Linked DNA regions of Canis lupus: region 2 is linked to region 1. Evidence: chromatin contacts called from public Hi-C data. All regions are on one chromosome and are shown on one strand. The core of a region is the stretch at or near the end of the contact, and the rest is flanking DNA. Distances in the headings are between cores, read along the strand shown.

The links. A called contact is a pair of places that touch in the nucleus more often than the background predicts.
Region 2: a Hi-C map of blood shows a contact between it and region 1, with 5 times the contacts expected there. The contact joins the promoter of CUL5 here to the enhancer-like site in region 1. A contact is called at or near these places in 2 of 9 Hi-C or Micro-C datasets (both in blood).

What each region holds. Positions count from the first base shown.
Region 1 is chr5:24,422,984-24,427,071 of UU_Cfam_GSD_1.0, forward strand. No RefSeq gene overlaps it. Among named protein-coding and RNA genes, the nearest start is that of ACAT1, 8.4 kb to the left of the region's middle. Within about 2 kb of position 2,443, at least 5 of the 20 cell types and tissues checked have an H3K27ac peak or open chromatin away from gene starts, as enhancers often do. A contact at or near this core is called in blood, where this site is marked.
Region 2 is chr5:24,523,518-24,527,479 of UU_Cfam_GSD_1.0, forward strand. It overlaps CUL5 (cullin-5), which reads right to left and starts at 1,975. Exons shown (of 20, transcript XM_038536286.1): 1 at 1,538-1,975; 2 at 1,509-1,535. The coding sequence starts at 1,765.

The sequences.
Region 1 (4,088 bases), core at 1,193-3,692:
GAAGTACAAAGTGTCAAGAGAGCTTCTTTCATGGACATGTGGAAATGTTTATATCCTGTTGTTTGAAGTAAATGTCTAGGCCCAAAGTGGCACCCCTCTTGCCTGGGGGAGCCATGTCAGGAAATCAAAACTTGGATTCTAACTTTTGAGTTCCTGTAGATGCTCCTGGACAGCTATCCAGCTGGCCAATCCTCAGCTGCCAAGACTCCAGTGATTTCCTTGTTCTCTTAAAGCCAGATATGCAAACCCAGTCAATCGACATGAGCCAAATACAGAGGTCCCTGACACGGTTCAACTTATGGTGTTCCAACTCCACAGTGGTGCGAAGGTGATGCACATCAGTATAAACTGCACTTGGCATGTGAAACGCTGATCTTCTTTGGCCAGGGGTCCATCCTGTCCCCTGATGCTGGGCAGCTCCCAGCCAGCCCTGCAACCCCTACGGTCAACAATTGATATACTGACAACCATTCTGTCACTTTCAACACAGCATTCAATAAATTACATGAACTTTCAACATTTTATTATGTTTTTTTTAATTTTTTAATTTATTTATGATAGAGAGAGAGAGAGAGGCAGAGACACAGGCAGAGGGAGAAGCAGGTTCCATGCACCAGGAGCCCGACGTGGGATTCGATCCCGGGTCTCCAGGATTGCGTCCTGGGCCAAAGGCAGGCGCCAAACTGCTGTGCCATCCAGGGATCCCTTATTATGTATTTTAAAAAAGATTTTATGTATTTATTTGACAGAGTGAGAGAGCACAAGGGCAGAGGGAGAAGGAGAAGCAGACTCCCCACTAAGCAGGGAACCCGATGGGGGAATCAATTCCAGGGCCCTGAGATCATGACCTGAGCCGAAGGCAGACACTTCACCAACTGAGCTGCCCAGATGCCCCTCAATGCTTCATTATAAAATGGGATGATTTTGCCCAACTAGAGGCTAACGCAAATTTAAGGTAGGCTACAGAAAGCTATGAAGTTAGGTAGATTAGGTGTGTTAGATGCATCCTCAGCTTAACAGTATTTTCTATTGCTTTTTAAAAAAATATATTTTGTTTATTTATTCACAAGAGACACACAAGAGGCAGAGACACAGGCAGAGGGAGAAGCAGGCTCCATGCAGGGAGCCCGACGTGGGACTCAATCCAGGGTCTCCAGGACCACGGGTTGGGCTGCAGGCGGCGCTAAACCACTGCGCCACCGGGGCTGCCCTACCTGAGATGGTTTAAGCACGACATAAAATGTTTTATATTCAGCAAACGCAGTAAAAGTAAGGGTAAACGAAGGTCGATTGTGGATATAAAACAGAAGTAGAATTAATAGTGGGTTGGGGAGGGAAGTGGTAGCAAATTCGATCAAGGTAACTAACTTGGGGGACTGAGTTAGCTCCTAAGTAGAGCAAGTTTGTGACATATGGTAAAATGTTCAAGAACAAGCCAGAAAGACCCGTTGCTCCTGGCAGGGAAAGCCTGGGCTGGACACAGTGTGGAGCACCCACATGCAGACGGTGGTGGAAGCAAGAGGAAGGGAGTGGAAGCTCATGTGGCTCCGCAAGAGGAGGGAATCCGAGGAAAAGTCTGAGGAGGAGCCAGGGAAGGAGAGCAGAGCTCGGAAAGTGTGAGATGAAGCCAGAATGCATCGGACACCAGGGCTTGAAATGAATTCACTAACTGGGAACTGCTGTGTGTGGAGTTTGAGACACAAAACAAATGCATGAAAGGAATAAACAAAGAGACAAACCAAGAAACAGATCCTTAACTACGGAGAACACACTGCTGGGCACCAGAGGAGGAGTGGGGGGCGGGCGGGGGGAACAGGTGCTGGGGATGGAGGAGCGCACCTGTCGCGATGAGCACCGGCTCCCCTGGGGAAGTGCTGAGTCACTACATTGTACACCTGAAACTAATATTACCCTGTATGTTAACTCACTGGAATTTACACTTTTTTTTTTTTTTATGATAGTCACAGAGAGAGAGAGAGAGAGAGAGAGAGAGAGAGAGAGAGAGAGAGGCAGAGACACAGGCAGAGGGAGAAGCAGGCTCCATGCACTGGGAGCCTGATGTGGGATTCGATCCCGGGTCTCCAGGATCGCGCCCTGGGCCAAAGGCAGGCGCCAAACCACTGCGCCACCCAGGGATCCCCTCACTGGAATTTAAATTTAAAAGTTGCAAGTGCTGTAAGGAGATCAAGTAAGAGGAAGATTGAAGAACCTTTGATGAAGCAACAGGGACGATGACGTTGGCACAGAACCAGTGCGGACCTACGGCAAGGAGCACGAAGTGGGAGACTGCGGGCGACACTTCCGAGATGTTTAGAAGAAAACAGAACAAACTGAGGTCACAGCGCCAGCGAGGTAGGGGACGGCGGCCTCGGCGGCCTCTCGAACGTGTCTGTTAGCGGGTCTCAGACCCACTGCGTGTCCGCGGCCCCGAGGCTTGCTGGGCCCTCCCAGCTCCCGCAGATGCGGGGAGCTCGACCTTGTGCTTTCCAAGTTCTCAAGCGGTAACGCTGCTGTCCAAGGACCGAAACTATACTAACCGCGGTTGTAGGCAAAGGAAGAAATAACCAGAGGCTGTTTGGAAGGTATAGCAGATACTTGGATTTGGGGAGCAAAACCCAGGAAGCAGGAGATGGAGTTTCAGTGAGAAAGTGAACGAGTCGTCCCGAGTGAGAAGCGAGGACAGGCAGGCGGGGGAAGATGTGCACCACCAGGCAAGCCTGGATGGGAGGGAAGGCAAGTTGCAGAAGTTCACGCCTGAAGGTCACATTTCCTCTGCTATTTTCTCAAAGCATCTGCTGAGAATGGTGGAGGTAGAGGACACCTGCAGCAGCCACAGGGAGATGGCCGCGTGAAGGTAATCCCAGATTCCACTTTTTTTTTTTTTTTAAGATTTTTTATTTATTTGAGAGAGAGAAAGAGATAGCAAGAGTGGAGGGAGGGGCAAAGGCAGAGAGAGAAGCAGACTCCCCTCGGGGTAAGTAGTCCCAGGACCCCAGGATCATGACCTGAGCCGAAGGCAGACGCTTCACCAACTGAGCCACCCAAATGCCCCATCTGCTCTTCCTCGGAGGCCCCGTACTTGTCTCAACAAGGAGTGATTTCCCAACCTGGCTTAGTGCAAATTCAGCTCTTTCCTCAGACCTCCTTATCCTCTCCATTCCCACTGCTAAGCTTCAAACATCAGCCACTATTGAGGAAACGTCCAAGCACCATCAGTCTGCCTCCGTAACCACAACGTAAGAGGAGAAACGCTGGATTTCTTGAATCAAGGAATGAAAACAGCAAACTCCCTAACATCCAGGGAAGCCACCTGTCATGCTTCAGGCTGGCAGCCAAAGAGGAGAGCAGATCTAAGTTTGGATCAGCACGTGTGACCTTAGATCATGACCAGGTCAGAGAGAAGCTGCTACGTACTCTTTCTACTCACTGTAGGACGTCATGATTTCTGATCATGATTTCTTAAAATTTACACCAAGAATTGCGTATATTTACATGGATGTCTTTTTAAAAAATCAGACATTCATAAAAGTTTATAAGTAAGAATCTAAGACTCCAGACTGTCCATGGGTCAAAACAGAAGTGTAATGGTATAGAAAGTCCATATTTGATTTTACAGCTTAGAATAAACAATTAGAAAATAAAGGCTCCTCATTCGAAGGTTAAAACATTGACCTCTGTTCAATCTACGCTATTCTCAAACACACATGCTCTCATTCACTGACCGCACATTTGAGTGCCTGCCGACAGCCTTCTTTTTGCATTGTTTTAGCAGGACTGGATCCAACTTTTGATATTTTGGGGAGTCTGAGAAAAAAAATTATATAAAATTACAAATTTGCCCTTTTTATTTTTTTTAATTTTTATTTATTTATGAGAGAGAGAGAGAGAGAGAGAGAGAGAGGCAGAGACACAGGCAGAGGGAGAAGCAGGCTCCACGCACCGGGAGCCTGACGTGGGACTCGATCCCCGGTCTCCAGGAACGCACCCTGGGCCAAAGGCAGGCGCCAAACCACTGCGCCACCCAGGGATCCCCAAATTTGCCCTTTTTAATTCGAACTTTTTCATGTTAAGTTGTATGAGTTCTTTAT
Region 2 (3,962 bases), core at 725-3,224, 100 kb after region 1:
TTCAAACGCTTCAATGAATAACATTAGCTACTGCTTATGTAAACATCTGAGAAGCTCCAACAGGAGTCTTTAGAAAGTAAACAAGTTTTCTCTCTGCATCTACTAGAACTTTGCTATCCTGTTCTAAATTCGTTTTCTCAGAGAAGCCACCGCGGTAGTAATCCTGGTTATTTACGGGGACTGTGTACTAACTCAGTGCCAGTCACTGTTTTAAGCATTTTACATACGTTAACATCGACCTTAACAATGCTCGTGAAATAGGTGCTACTGATGGTGCCATTTTACTGCTAAGGAAACCTAGGCACAGAGAAGTTAAGAAACTTGCCCAAAGTCACACAGCTTCTAAGTGGCAGATAGAGTTTCGTGCTAAGCCCCTCCTCCTTTTGAAAGAAGACAGACTGCCTGTTAAATTAGTAAAATTCGGTCTACTTTTCATAGAACAGTCCCATCAGTTAGGCAATTATCGGTAGTGGAAAGGAGTCCTACGTGAGGTTGCAGCCTACTTCTCTGTATTTTCCATTCTGTCTGTTGTCCCTGTGCCCTGCGTTCCTATTCCCCTCCCGGCTTTCTGCCCCTCTGGGCCTCCATCCCCGGGGCCACCCCACTGACACAGACACAAAACTAACTTTAACCCTGGTCTTGATCCGGTGGCGGCGCGGAGCTCTGAAAGGCTGGGAGCGCCTCCCCCGCATCACCGGACGGCGTGCTGCCCTCGGGCTGCGTGCGGGGTAGTTTCCCGAGGAAAAACAGAAGAAATAGGAACTCGGGCTTGGGAGCCACGAGGGAAGCACAGCGAGCACAGCGGGAGGGCGCGAGCGCGGGGGAAGGCACCGCGAGCTGCGCGCCCCGGAGTTGCGTGCGCCGGGACGAGGCCCACAGGCACGGGGAAGGCGGGGGCCAGTCGAGGCCGAGACCCCCTGGGCAGCGCCTCCTCGGGTTTCCGGTTCGCTCGCCTGGGACTCTCGCCGCAAGAAGCAGCGGAGCCCGCGGAGAGCTGCGGCCCAGCGGGTGAGCGCCCAGCATCTACTCGCGTCGGGGCCACGGTGGCTCCCGGGCCTCTGCCCACCCCGCACCGGGGCCACAGCGGCTCCCAGGCCCGGCCCCGGCCCCGTCCCCGTCCCCTGCCCTCCCTGCGCCGGGGCCCCTGCCCTCGGCCGGGCTCCCGTCCTCCCGGCTCCGGGGCCCCTGCCCCTGCCCCTGCCCCTGCCCGCCCCGCCCCTGCCCTCCCCGCGCCGGCCCCCGGCCTCCCCGCCCTCCCCGCCCCTGCTGGGCAGCCCCCGGCCTCCCCGCCCTCCCCGCGCCGGCCGGCGGGACGGACCGTCCGAGCCTCCCGGCCCCAAGGCCACAGACCCGCGTTCCGGCCGCCGGCGGCCACTTCCCCGACCTCCCCCGCGGCGGACAACCCCCGAGCCCTCCCACCCTTGGCCGCCGAACCCGAACCGAGCCTCCGCCGGAGAGCCAGCGCCGGCGGCCGCGGAGTCCGACCCGGGCTGGCCGGAGGGTCTTACCTTTAACAGATTCGACGTCGCCATGTTCCTTCAACTTCGCCTCTCGCGAGACGGCGCGAGATTTCGTGGCGCTCGGGGCCAGGCCCCAGGCGGAGGCCCGGCTGCCCAGCAGAGCCGAGCGGCCCGCGGGCCGGCACGGGGGGTGCACGGGGCGCCGCGGGGGCGTGCCCACAGCGCTGACCTCGTCCCGGGCACTGGAGCGGCCTCGCTCGTCCCCCTACATGGTCACCGGGGCTTGCCCACGCCAAAGAGCTCATGCAAACGCCCGGGGAGTCGGCAGCGGCGAGTGGGGAGGAGGCAGCAGGAGGCGACCTGACTTGCACGAGGAAGCATCGACGCCGCGAGCACCCCCGATCCTTCGGATTAGCCTTTGTGGTTCCACCCGCGGCGGCCACCCGCAACGAATTTAGCTCGGCTTAGGCCCGGCGGCTCGGGTTCCGCGGCAGCGTCACGTGACGCGGAGGGCGGGGGCGCGCTCGGGAGCGAGCCTAGGAGCCGGGCCGCCGCGGCGGGCGGGCGGGCGGGCGGCAGCGCCCCCCCTGCTGGCGGGACCGGAGAGCTTCCCTGCGCCCCGAACCGCTACCCCACCCCGGGCCCGGGCCCCGCGCGTGCAGGGGGCGCCGCCACCCCCACCCGAGGCGTGGACCCTGCGTGTGCAGCGAGCCGGTGTGCAGGGCGCGCCGCCACCCCCACCCGAGGCCCGGACCCCGGGTGTGCAGAGGAGACGCCTGTGACAGCTCGCTCGGCTTGGGTTCGGCAGCTGGGTCCGTAGGAACTGGCACATCGAAGGCGTCCAATAGATGTTTGCTGAATGACTGAATGAGTCACTGCACGCGCAGAAGTGACAACTATTAATATTTCCAACCCAGAGTGCCTGGCGCTGAAAATATCCATGCAAGGTTGTTCAGGCACTGAGTAGTAATGTTGGATTTCCTGAAGGCACATGATCCTAGAAGGTACTCACCATAAAACTCCAAGCTTTGGCCTTTTAGACCAGGAACCACTGGTTCGGGGAAGAGAATATAACTCGCGGTAGAACCTACACACAGTGTCCCTGGTTTTTATATCATACATGTTTACAAACAATATTCCTTCCTACATTCATAATATTTTAGGGGAAAAAGATAATAAGATCTATGGAGCAAAATGCAGCCAGGAAGAGGCATGAAGTTTGCAACGTTGCAGAGAGAGACCCAAGCAGGCCTCCCTGGGAAGATGCCATTTTGAGCAAAAACCTGAAGGAGGTGAGGGGCGAGGCCAGGCCCCGTGTGCAGGAGCATTCCAGACAGGGGATGGTGGGTTGGCAGGTTGCCCAGAGTGTGGCAAGAACAATGAGAAGGTTGGTGTGTGGACCGCAGAGACAGAGGAGAGCAGATCATTCAGGGCTTGGTGGACCCCCCATAAGTAAGCACTGGCTTTGGTTCTGGGTGAGATAGGCTATACTGCAGGCTTCCGAGCAGAGGAATGGCAGGATCAAACTCTCTCTACCCTGTAAATCGTAAACAGAAGCAGAAGGGTCATGTAGGAAGCTTCCCCAGTATCTCCTTACATAACACATGATCGTGCCACCTAGGTGTCCTCACTCTGCAAATGACTTCTTAGAGTGATCTAGGCATGATTCAACCATGACAGGATAATAGAACAAGGACTCAGATCCACTGGGCCTGGGATGTCCTGGCAGAATGATAAGGGAGGGCTTGTAGAGGTGACCTGACTGGTACAGTGATCTGGCCAAGGTCACACAGCTGGGTCAGAGAAAAGGCCTAGTCCACAATAAACTATGTAATCAGTTATCTTTGCCAGGGAAACTGGGTTTTATCTTCAACCCTAAGCCAACTCCACTGCGCAATTTAAGGTGTAAATTGATAACATTATAATCAACCTGATGCATCAGTAAGATGACAGGCTGATAAAGTAATTGCATTAATTAATGGCTGACACTGCCTAAGACTCCAATTAAGTATTTCATACTTGTTGGGCTGCCTGTTAAGTACTAGGCACCAAAATACAGGATTTAAATGAGCAGAGAAGACCCATGCCATCTTGAAGCTTATTGTCTAATAAAGGAGCTGGATGTTAAGTATAGTTACATCAAATATTATTTAATTGGGGGTGTCTAGCTGGCTCAGTTGGTGGAGTGTGTGACTCTTGATTTTAGGGTTGTGAATTCGAATCCCAGTTTGGGTGCAGAGAAATTACTTAAATCCTGCATTAAGGGCACCTGGGTGGCTCAGCAGTTGACCATCTGCCTTTGACTCAGGGCGTGATCCCAGAGTCCTGGGATCGAGTCCCACATCGGGCTCCTGTGGCCTGCTTTTCCCTCTGCCTGTGTCCTTTCCTCTCTCTCTCTGTGTCTCTCATGAATAAATAAATAAATTTTTAAAAAATATATATACTCTCGCAGTCCTTTTTAGACATAATAACTAAAAAGTCAAAGCCTGTGATTTGTAAGAA